3 separate regions of the Mus musculus genome follow, and all the other regions are linked to region 2. Evidence: chromatin contacts called from public Hi-C data. All regions are on one chromosome and are shown on one strand. The core of a region is the stretch at or near the end of the contact, and the rest is flanking DNA. Distances in the headings are between cores, read along the strand shown. Region 1 has its middle 7.8 kb from the start of Gm36788. Region 2 has its middle 81 kb from the start of 2810048H02Rik. Region 3 has its middle 65 kb from the start of 6820426E19Rik.

Region 1 (3,893 bases), core at 1,136-3,635, 300 kb before region 2:
CCCCCACCAGCCCCAGGGAGTGTTAGTTAGGCTATCATTCAGATATTCATAGGTCAGAACACTGAGTACAGACTCTCCTTTCTGCCACTTACTGACACACATGTGGCACAGCAGCTGCACCTGCAACGTTACTGCAGGCTATGTAACGTAGGGGTGACTACGTTTTGTTTGGTTTTGGTTTTTGTTTTTGTCAGAAAAGCTGTTACTGTTTTGCAGATGCTTCTCCTCATCGTCCAATGTATGACTGCGATGGTATGATTTCCCCTTAAGTAGAAGAACACGGGGAAAAACACTGATGGATTTCCAGGTCATTAAGGAACCAGCCTTGCGTTCTTGGGAGGTACCCTAGCTAGTCAGGGTGCACTGTCTGTTGGATTTGGCTTGCCAAAGTTAGGCTTTAAGTGAATATGCTTGCTTTGCGCACCTGTGTTTGCATCTGTGCTCATGGGGTTATCTGTCTGGAGTTTCTGTTACTTGTAACATTTTTGATGGAGTTATAGTATTAAATGGTTTCTTGCAACAATCTGAGCAGTAGTCGATTCTGTACAATTTCCTGGAAGACTGGAATCAAAATGAACTAACCTTTCAATGTTAGGTGAAAGGCCATCCGAAGCTGAGATTTTCTATGTGGGATTTTTTATAAAAGTATAATGTATAATAACAGAGATAGGATTATTTAACATTGTGTGTTTTATTTTAAGTACACACATTTCCTTCAAGGGCTTTGACACTTTAACTTATCAATATATTAAGTTTTTCATAACATTGTCTTATTTTCCTTTGGACATCTGTAGAATCTGCAGGGCTGCCAGCATCCCTCTTCTGTTAGCAGCTGGGCCACTCTTCCCTCCCATCCTTTCCCTTTCTCTTCTTGCTCCTCCCTCTCCTCCAACAATCTGACCACTGGGCTATCAGGGTTTGTTGTTTGTTTGTTTGAGACACAATCTCTCTATGCAGACTTGACTGTCCTGGAACACACTCTGTAGACCAGGATGGCCTTGAACTCACAGAGATCCTCCTGCCTCTGTCTCCTGAGGACTAGGATAAAAGGTGTCCCCCCCCCCCATGCCCTGTGGTTTGTCAATTTTATTGACTGTCTAAAAATTTTTTCCAGGTCATAATTTTTTGTTTTCCTGTCTTCTACTGTAGTAATGTATTATCTTATTTTGCTTCTTCTTTCCCTTCTGTTTCTTCTATATCTAATTTAATGTTCTTTGTCTTGGTTTCTAAAAGGGAAGTTGAAGTCATAGACTGGTCTGAAGTCATGAGAGCATTCTTGCTTTTTAACTTAATTTGGGGTTGTAGATTTCTTTCCAAGATTTGTTTCCCACCCAATTGTGTTATGCTGTGCATTGGCAGTCAGTTCACTGGGCTTCTGTCTCATCTTGCCTGTTGGAAGGCACAGACACTTTTTATTGGGTGTTATACATTATTACTTTTTTTTCTTATTTTGTGGTGACTGTTTTTGTATCCTTGCATATACCTCTGAGCTTGCTGTTGAGCTTCACTCTCATCCTGGCTACAGACAAGATGGCTCTATCTAGGTTCTGCCTGTATGAGTTCTTAGGGAATCAGTTCTCAACCTCTGGGTCGTGACCCACTTTCACAGTGACCCCATTCACAGGGGTCGCATATCAGATATTTACATCATGATCATAACAGTAGCACAATTATAGTTATGAAGTAACAACAACATGAGGAACTGTATTAAAGGGTTAGAGCATTAGGAAGGTTGAGAACCACCGCCTTAGGGGACCTGCGTTTTACTGTAACTACTAACGGCCTTGCCTGAAACGAGGGTTTCTGATGGTTCAGTGACCCTGCTAGTGGCCAGGACCTGCCCTGGCTTTCTGTGTCTCTTTCCCTCCAGTCCTCTCCAGTGGCTCTCCTGGTCATCTCCTCATTTGCATCTATGGATCGTTCTGGGGCTTACAGGAGCTTCTGCATCTCCAGTGCATGCAATGCTCCCTCTGTCCAGGTTCCTAGCCTGGGCTTAGGTGGGCGCTCTGACTTGCGCAGCCATATGCTTCCTCAGTCACACTTTCAAAGGCATGGCCTGGATCCTCTCCGGTCAGTGACGTGGATCAATCACGCGGCTCTTTGTCTGTGCTACTTTTCAAAACTTCTTTCGTCAGCAATTCATTTTCCCCCCTTTTGTTATTTCATATGGGCAGGTCCCGTTAACCTCATCTTGACTATTTCATCTAATTACAGTCTTACAGATAACAGGGGATGTTATTTTTCCTACTGTACAAAGAAGGAGCACTCCACTTGGGTAACTAATTCCTTAGGATCTAGGTCTGGAATGTCGAGGCACCGGTGAAGAACCGGGCTTTGGTCAACTTTTGAGCTAGGGCCGCAGGATCTGTGGCGGCAGCAGTGTCCACTAGGGGGCGGCAGAGGCCCGGCGTGCTCTGGTTCATCCTTGGGCTTTCCCTTTGCTTCCTCCCTCTAATGCTAATTCTTGCAAGTTCCTTACAACCCTGGCGACTTCTAAGCTTATCCCGGTTGCTCCACAGCTTTGCTTCTTGGACTGTGGGATGAGACACTCCTCACAGCTTTTCGTTGCAAGTAAACAGAGAACAGAAGTCACAGCAACTTGGAAATAAAGATGTGCAAAGACTGGCTGGATTTGGACGGTCACTAGTTTTCTGGCTGTCTTCTCTACAGTTTGGCTTTGTTTTCAGACTCTTTTCCCACTTAGTCAACCAGCTGCCTGCTGCTGTTCTAGCCTCACATCAAACAATGCAGAAAAAGTGAGATCTTCTTAGGCCACCCATAAGTCTTGGCTCTACTTGATGGGATCAAATGTGGGGTACACAGGTTTCCTCCAAACCCTGACAACAGCGGCCTACCGAAGCAAGGACTGGCTTGGGTCAAGTATGTTTCGCAGTCAATGTCTGTGCTAAACAGGCTGAGAGTCTGCACTTATCTCAAGCTAGTAAGAGCCGACCTTAGGAGCTGGGGTGCAGGCCAACCCCTTGAAAGCACACCAACGCATGCTGTAAGAGCAGCTGAGGCATGTTGGTAAGCATTTATAGATATTCATAATGGGAGAGTCCACAGGGCCAGGATCAGACCCAAGGCCCTAACAAGTGTTCTCTGTGTGAGCTGCTACCTAAGGGCTCCCTGCAGACTCAAAAGCAGCTCACAGCCACAGAGGGTTTGTAGCTCCTGCCCTGAGAAGCCAGTGAGGTGAGGGCTGGGATCTGACCTATTTATAGTCTGGTTCCTTTGCTGTCTCAGAATAGAGTAACCACCAGGCATAATGCTAAGATTGAGTAAGTATCTAAAGGTCTTCAGAGAACGCACTGCTTACTTAGAAGGGAGGAATGTCAGTAGATACAGCACGGAACTAAGAGAGCCTGTGGGAGCTACGCATGTACATGAGGCTAAAGGTGCACACAGTGACAGCATTTCCTTTAGCTTGTGGAGGCCAATCTGTGCCTTAGAGAGAGCATCTTCATGATTTGATGGATCAGGGAAATGAGCCATGGGAAGAAGGGATGGACCTGGCAGGAGTTGGAGGAAACGGGAACCAAATACCAGTAAACTTAGAAGTCCAGGGCTCATCACTTCCTTTGTCTCCAAAACACATATAGTTTGTTGATGTTACTTGATAGTTTCAAATCCTAACATCCTGAAATGGGATGTGGGGTGGAAAGCACAAACAAAACAAAACAATGAGCCACACCTGCCTCTGATGAAGGTGTTAGATACTCGGTCCCCAGGCACAGGCTGCAGAAGACAGCTGCGGGTGTCAGGTGTGTGCAGGAAAGCTATATCTCCCTCCACATTCCCCGTAACTTGTACACATTGAGTAGGGTTTCAAACCCGGCTGCCTTGGCAGTGAGATGGTTCTTTGGCTCCTCAGCACTCCAGATTTGTGACAT
Region 2 (4,042 bases), core at 860-3,359:
TCCTAGCTGCCTGAAAGCCAATATTCTGCTAGCAGCCTTCAGATGAAGATGTAGAATTCTTAGCTCCATGTGCACTGTGCCTGCCTGGATGCTGCCATGTTCCTACCTTGATGATAATGGACTGAACCTTGGAACCTGTAAACCAGCCCTAATTAAATGTTATTCTTATAAGAATTACCTTGGTCATGGTGTCTGCTCACAGAAATAAAACCCTAACTATGACAGTAGGCATTAAGTCTACTGGGCCCCTGAGATGATACCACACTGTCCCCTTCCTGTCATGACAGGAGTTCTTCAGGCTAGAGATAGGTTTTCATTTCCATCTCCCTTCCAGCCATTTGTACCCTTCATGACTGAACATCCTCCTTCCTCAAAACTCCAGGGAAACATTTGGTGTTCCAGATACTTTAAGCAAATTCTCCAGACAGGGAAGGACCTGTCCTTTGACCACACTGGAAGGTTTTCCATCCTACCTCAGGCACTGTGTTTTTTATATGTCCTTTCCTCCTGATTTTCTCCCTGTAGAGGGCTGACAGTTCTAGATAGCAAACTCTTCTCCCCGTTTTCAGTATAGCTTTTAACCTAAGCTTAACCAGCTAGTGTGTCTGCGCCCTGGAGAAAGTTGGTCAACTTCTCTAGGTCTCTACCACTGAATGGAATAGCCAATACCTGCCCGCCTCACAGTGGTTTCTGAGAATTATGGAGAAGCAGTGAAAGCATCCTGGGCTTCATGATGCTACCGTGCATAGTGACATTGATGCCATACATTCAGGGACTTCTGGGCCACCACAGCTTCACAGTCCCCCATTCCCATGAGTCTGTGCTACAACTTGACAAATGTTTGAGAACTTTTTGATGAAAATACCCTCAAAATGTGTACAGTGGGAGGGATCTGAAGTGTGCTTCTGTGGCACCTGTGCTTCCTGTCACTTGTCCCCAGGCTTCATCCCAGCACTTACTGCCCTCCCACTAGACACCTGCCTTCCTGTAGCAGGGACCACCATGTTCTAAAAAAAGCCTTAGTGGATTCCGTGTGCCACTTGTAAAGGCACCATCTAAAGCCAGGCTCACCCTCTACCCGTCTAAGTTCTTTTCTATCCTTTCATTAAATATGGCATGAATTTCATGTGACACGCCCTTCCTGTGTCTAAGAACAATACCATAATAGCCTAAAATTTTTAGTCTCTGGAAAATTCTGAAGAATGTTGCCAGGTTCAAAACTGGCATTTTTTTTCCTTTGAGTGCTATCTATCAGTTCTGGACATTTGTCTTGCCATGTCTCATCAATACTGTATTTACCTAGTGCTCACACTGGATTAGATATGATTTTTTAGTTATTTATTTTCTTTTATGTGTGTGGCTGTTCTGCTAGCATCTATGGGTGTACAGTATGTTCATACAATTCCTCAGATGCCAGAGAGGGCACTGGATCTCCAGAAACTGGAGTTCTAGGTGGTTGGGGACCACCATGTGGGTAGTGGGAACCAAACTCAGATCCTTTGCAAAGGCAGGAAATTCAATCACTCAAGCTCCCAAGATAATAGAACTGTAAAAAGAGAAAAAGTAAAGTGAGACTAAAACGATAGGCTACCCCATTATAGGCTTCTCTTCTTTGTACATATGACAGACAGTAAGAATATTCAGGAAATTGACTTGTCAGAGGATATTTAATAATAACACAAGAGTATACATGTTGAAAACTGAATAGAATTTCATTTAGGAAAGAAATTTCCTGGAAGCACACAAGACCGTGTGTGCCTGCTGTACAAGCAAACATGATGAGGACACGGTGGGAGCCTGGAGCTTAAACAGCTCGCAGCCTAATGGCATCTGATCTCCATGAGCTAAACCTATGGGTGCTTGGACCCATGCAGCCTGCTCTATGCCTGTCCACTGGGTGAAGCCCATGCATGCTTGGAGAAAGTCAGAGCTGGCAGCTACAAAAGAAGAGCAGTATTGATTTACTTATTTTGACTCCCATTCAAAAGCAACAACCACAAAATAAAAGTCACTTGGCAAAAATGGAGTGAGTGAGGAGGAGAGCTGACCTCCTAAAACAAGGATGTGATGAGCCATGTTTACTCACAGACCATCTGCAGGGCTGTCACAGCGAGGATGGGATGCTGAGCGCCAAACTGATGTTGCGTGGGCGTCACTTGAACATTTGTCTCTCTGGGCAACAGAGAGTAGTAACAGATTGTTCCGATTGAGACAAACCTTTCCCCTACTTTTTTGCCCAGTAACTTGCTTAAGTTGACACGTTTGTTGTTTCTCCTACACTTGACAATGACATCTGGGGAACACTCATTATTCTCAATATTTAATGTAGAATTAATGCTGAATTAATTAAAGTTGTGCTTCAGGCAGCTTTACTTATCTCCTCTAACAATAGCCTCTCCGGCTGCCATCTGACTCACTCAGGGTGGAAATCAACAGACACTTAGTGCATCACTGATACAGAAAAAGTGAAGACAGGGAATTGCACTCCCAATTCCCACCAATGGGCTATCAGCGTTGTCCTCTCTACATGTAGTTTTTGCGGACTCTGAACGCCATCCCCATGACTTTGCTTCTTGGAAGTGTGGGTGCTGTGCAGAAAGGATGTCAGGAATGTGTTTAGCAGATCATCATGAAAGACTTCTAGGGAGACTTGAGAAACAGTTATCCTAGCACAGGGACTGTGAACAGTCAGAGGCAGCCTCCTGAGGAGAAAGGATGACGTCAAGAACTCTAAGGGGGAAAAAAGTGATTCATGGAGTCACTGGGAAATAAATGGTCTTAACCACCCACCTTCTGAGAGAGTGACTCGACGGATCGTGCTGGATACCATGATGAGAAGTGACATCGGTGTTCATGATCTTCCCTGAAGAAAAGTAAAATGATTGAAATGGTGAATATATTATTTGCTAGTTGTGCTTTAAAAACGCCATCAGAGCTGTTACATCGTTTGTTCTTTGAAGCATCTTGAGAAGCAGACAGTTTTATTTCCAGTTCAGACAGAAGGAGAATAATAAAAGGAAAATGTTGAGTTTCTCCAGCGGGCAAGTCAAAGCTCGCACACAGACTGTGTCTACATCCTTCTCAGCCACTGTCTGTAACTTGAGTCTCGATCATTACCTCATTGGCTTGTTGTGAAACAAGTAATTAAAACAATGCCTAGAACTTACTGGATGATGCACTGTGGGCTTCTATTATAGTAGAACTGTTAAAAACTGTTCTGTGAGGTTAATTTAACTTGAACAGACTACTCCAAAAACACACTGCCAATGCAGGTAGTGCATACATTAAGGCTAAAATCTAAGCTCGTCTCAGGATCAAAAGAGAGCTCTGGGGAGATAGAAAATCTCTTGGGTTTTGCTCTTCCATCCCAAAGATAATAAAATTTTTCTTAAATGTCAGTGTAGTTACAAGTCTACTCACAATGGGCTATTGCTGCTTGTAATTGAGAAAAACTAGAGTGACCACATGCTGTCAGTAAATAAGTGATACAATAAGCCCAGGTCCAGTCACAAATAGACCCATCAGAAGCACCAGGAAATGGTGGGAAAATCTCCACCTTGTTATTATGCTTGTCGTGGATATTGTTTGAAGTGAGCAAAGCAAGACTGACAAGAACACATGTGCATGAGACAACTACTCATTCAAAAGCAAGGCAAATAAACACATACATATGATCGATCAACACATACTACAGATAATACAACCATACAAATATATTGCATAAACAATACAAATGTCAATACAAATATATTACAAGAGGATAAAGTAGAGAATTTTTTTGTGTGAGAATTTAGAAAATACTAACACATTAGATGTAAAAAAAAATTCTCAAAGAACAGAAGAACGTGTTCAGCCTGATCGATCTGATATAGAAGCCAGCTCACATTATGCCTGACAGTGAAGACAGCCTGCTGTCCCTGTGAGTAGACAGGACAGGGCAGTTCCTACCTCTCCATTCTTCCAGCCAGTGAAATAAAAATCTCATATGGTGTGAATTGTCTCCAGAAACCCATCCCTTACCATTGCCAAAAATACTTCTAGA
Region 3 (3,661 bases), core at 779-3,278, 360 kb after region 2:
GCTGGAAGAGGCTTGGGAGCCTCACATCTGTGCCCTGCAGGAAGCAAACGCTGCTCACACCAGCACAGCTTCCTCTATTCTAAACACACTCCCAGGTGGCTTTTTTCCCCCTTCCTTCTTTCTTGTAGAAAAGAAAGCATTAAGGGTCATTCTGTCTCACCACGTGCAAGAAGCCAGAGTCGGACTGGAAAATAATAGCTCAGAGTGATGCACACCAGGTCGTTCTCAACATTGTTCAATGTCTGCGTGCAGGGTCTCCACAGACCTCCCGAATAAACTAGAAATGGAGGCTCCTGAGGCCACATAAGGACCAGAGTGGTATTAATAGGATTCTAGAATTTTCCACCTGAATGCCTTTGGTGTCTCCCATCTGAGAAGGCCATCTCCAACTTCCAGCTGCCCCAGTGACTCCATCTCACCAATCCTGATGGAGCCTGAGCAGGCTGCAAAAGGCTCCACGTGTGAGATGTGAGGCCTGGGAGAACAAACTCAGGCCCCAAAGCTCCCGTGTCTGCCCAGAGCTCCAGGCTCGGCTGCGCTCTCACTGTGGAGCATCCACATTCGCAGATGGGCTTAGCGTTTCTTCCTTCGGGGGGCGTTGTACCCTAAGCCTTGCGCTCAGACCCAGCCTCAATCAGAAACAGATGTGTTGTCATGGAATCCAGCCACTGCAGTAAGATGTGACCTTCGTGATCACATCAGCCTCATCCCAGAGGACCCTACCCCAGGCTGTTCTGTGAAACCCCTATACCTCTTCACCCAGACGAGGTTAAATAGCCAGATTTCAGACATTTCTGCCTCAATTCAAGAAATGCTCTTATTCCCATAAGACCTGATCACTTACCATCTTCAACCTGATTCCTAGGTCGCTTTGAACTTTAATATTCCCTCCGCACCATGGAAATCTATGTGTTTAGGAAGACTGCTAAAAGCTGAATGCTGGTGGGCCTCCGAAGGATTCAGTTACTTCTTCATTTTTTTTTTTTTTTTTTTTTTTTTGGTGCTAAGGGTATTGAGCCCAGGGCCTTGCTCACACTGAACATGCTCGCTGCTAAGCAGCACTTCTAGTTTGAAACACACATTCTTAGGGCAGGGCAAATCTGCTTCTGAGAAATGTATCAAGCCCCTATACTGTTGGTCGGCTCACAGTTAATTCAGCATCTATTATGCTCTTACTCACGAAAGACATCTGTGTAGAGAGGGTGGCACCAAGACACAGGTCTATTTTCCAAATACTGTGCATGGCCTCAAGGAAAGAAAGAAGGATAGAGACTCGACTCAGCATCCTCCTTCATCAGTCACAAAATTACAGTGTGGTAAGAAATACAAAAGCAAGGGACCCCCCACCTCCACCACCCCCCATCCTGCTTTCCGTCTACCCCCAGCTCTGTGGAAGCATTTCCTAAGGAAGGTAGCCATTGACATTCTAACTGGCACCTGAATAAGGATGCTGTCCACATGGGAAAAGCCACAGCAAAGCTCACCTCACCCTGGGCTGAGGAAGAGAACTTCTGCTCTGACCTGAGAGCAGTAGACATGGGTGTGATGGGGCTGAGTGAGATCCAGGGGGTTCAGCCTCGGAGTCCAGGGAGCTGGGTAATTCTCCATAATTCCAGGATGTGAACGCCGTGGGAAGCTGTGCGCATGCCGCAGCCCTTTCTTGGCTAAAAGGTGGAGAAAGAATCCCCTCGAGGCTCACCAGTCCATCTGGTCACCTCCTGTGCTTTTTGAAGCCAGTTAAAAATGTAACCCTCCTCCACACTGTCCCTTGCCTTTCTGGCAGACACAGTGAGCCTTTTGTCCCCCAGCTTACCCTAGAACCTGCCTGTTCTCACCATAGCGTTCAATCCAGCTCTCAGGACTGTGTCCACCCACCTGCCTCATTACCCCAATGAGGGCTGGGTCAGTACCACCATGTAGCGTTTCTCAAGAAGTGGAAAATACAGCCCATGTTTTGAACGCCCTACGGAGCCCACAGAAGCACACAGCAAGTGTTTGGAGGTGAACAGGGATGACAGAACAGATGGCTAAGAAGTGTTTCCAGTGGCATTGAAAGGCCATAAACATGAGAAACTGCTGGAGTCTCAGGGAGGCAAAGCATGAGACAGGGAAACTAAAGGAGCTCTGCCTTTCCTCCTAGGAGATTCTCCAACAGAAAAGAGGCCTGGAAGTTCATAGGACTTAGCTGCTAAACTGGAGAATGGAGTGTTCAGTGGCCTCAATGGCCACAGCTAGTTGTAGTTAACGTCCACTAATTGCTTTTAGTGGACAAGGCACTGGGCTGGCTTCACTGAAGGACTGGATGCAGACTAACCAGTACCAGACAATGTGATGCTTTCCCCGTTTTCTGAAGGTTGGATGGACCCTCAGGGAGCTGGCATGAGAGAAAGAACCTGGCCCTCCACAGGCAGAGTTAGTGTGGCTGTGGCTAAGCTCTCCCACAGCACACCGTGTTAGCCTCTTTGTAAGGAGAGCATGCATCTCAGATGTGGATAATGCAGCTGGTAGATAGAAATGTAAGTAGGCATGATTTGCTGAGGGGAACATTCACCATCACGGCCTTAAGCCTGGGTAGTGTTGTTGTTGTTGTTGGTGGTGGTGGTGGTGGTGTTTAAGTCCATTTTAACTTGGTTCTGTCACTGTTGTTTTTGTTCTTGGGGTTTGAGACGAAGTTTCATCATGCAGTCTTGACTGGTTTTGAACTCAGAACCGACTTGATTTCTTCTGGCTACTGCAGACACAATGACAGTTCTTTGCTTGGAGACTTTTGGAGCACTACAGACTGTTAATAGCATCCTTGGTTCCTACGAATAGATGCCAACAGTACCTCTTCCTCAGTGATGACAACCAAGCAGACATTGCAAATGCCTCCAGGTGGGAGGGTACTTGATTATTTATTTATTTATTTATTTATATTGCAAGCCATGCATACCCCCTAAACTCGGTCACCAGGTGTGTCTGTCTCATAGTTTTCTGGGCCCTGCTGCTGGCTCTCCTCCGTCACCACACCACCCGAATGACTTAAAGCACGGCAAGCTGCCCACGTTCTCCCGCAGACTCTGATTTCTCTAGGCTGCTTCTCCAACTAACTTATGCTAGCCAAGTGACTCACTGCGCTCACTCAGCAATTGGATCCAACAGACAGCACTCACATACAGCCTGATGTCACCACCACCCTCAGAGGTACTTCCATTGTTCACCACCACCCCACCACCTGTGTGCTCATTCTCTCATTCAGTCCTCCTGCAAGGCCCACGAAGTGGTGACCCGTCCTCCTTGGATGCCCCCCTCACTGACTCTTGCTTGTCCCTCAAAGAGGAGCCCATTGCAGGTTTCACATCTCTTTTAGCATGAGGAAATTAGAAAGGACTGGTGAAACTCTTGTCAAAGTACTTCCTGCTTGAAAGGCCTGGAGGGAAGCCAAATTCACTGCCCCCTGGCTGACATCCCCTGCAATGGCCACTCTGCAAATGAACTCCAGAGAAGAGGAGATCTGGGTGGTCCTTCCAGAGAGACTTTAAATTCAGTCTTCGGCTCTGGAGCAAATAAACACCTGTCAGATGCTTAAACTTGTAGATCACACAGTGTGGAGCACAGTGCATGGTGTCTTAGGACTGCGCCTTCCACATGGTGTGACCCCACAGTGTATGGTGCCTTAGGG

What was found. A called contact is a pair of places that touch in the nucleus more often than the background predicts.
Region 1: a Hi-C map of uterus shows a contact between it and region 2, with 4 times the contacts expected there. The contact joins two enhancer-like sites. A contact is called at or near these places in 7 of 39 promoter capture datasets (the 3T3-L1 cell line, cranial neural crest, frontonasal cranial neural crest and 2 more), 2 of 15 datasets of contacts at CTCF or cohesin (both in the NIH/3T3 cell line), 26 of 484 Hi-C or Micro-C datasets (the Patski cell line, adipose-derived mesenchymal stem cells, brown adipocytes and 10 more), 2 of 115 datasets of contacts at active chromatin or transcription factors (embryonic fibroblasts and embryonic stem cells) and 1 of 9 other capture datasets (embryonic stem cells).
Region 3: a Hi-C map of uterus shows a contact between it and region 2, with 4 times the contacts expected there. The contact joins two enhancer-like sites. A contact is called at or near these places in 1 of 15 datasets of contacts at CTCF or cohesin (the NIH/3T3 cell line) and 2 of 484 Hi-C or Micro-C datasets (cortical neurons and uterus).

The regions. Positions count from the first base shown.
Region 1 is chr6:116,765,511-116,769,403 of GRCm38.p6, forward strand. It overlaps the pseudogene Gm22882. Among named protein-coding and RNA genes, the nearest start is that of Gm36788, 7.8 kb to the right of the region's middle. Within about 2 kb of position 2,386, at least 14 of the 459 cell types and tissues checked have an H3K27ac peak or open chromatin away from gene starts, as enhancers often do. A contact at or near this core is called in uterus, where this site is marked.
Region 2 is chr6:117,069,367-117,073,408 of GRCm38.p6, forward strand. No RefSeq gene overlaps it. Among named protein-coding and RNA genes, the nearest start is that of 2810048H02Rik, 81 kb to the right of the region's middle. Within about 2 kb of position 2,110, at least 36 of the 459 cell types and tissues checked have an H3K27ac peak or open chromatin away from gene starts, as enhancers often do. A contact at or near this core is called in the NIH/3T3 cell line and uterus, where this site is marked.
Region 3 is chr6:117,427,998-117,431,658 of GRCm38.p6, forward strand. No RefSeq gene overlaps it. Among named protein-coding and RNA genes, the nearest start is that of 6820426E19Rik, 65 kb to the right of the region's middle. Within about 2 kb of position 2,029, at least 117 of the 459 cell types and tissues checked have an H3K27ac peak or open chromatin away from gene starts, as enhancers often do. A contact at or near this core is called in the NIH/3T3 cell line and uterus, where this site is marked.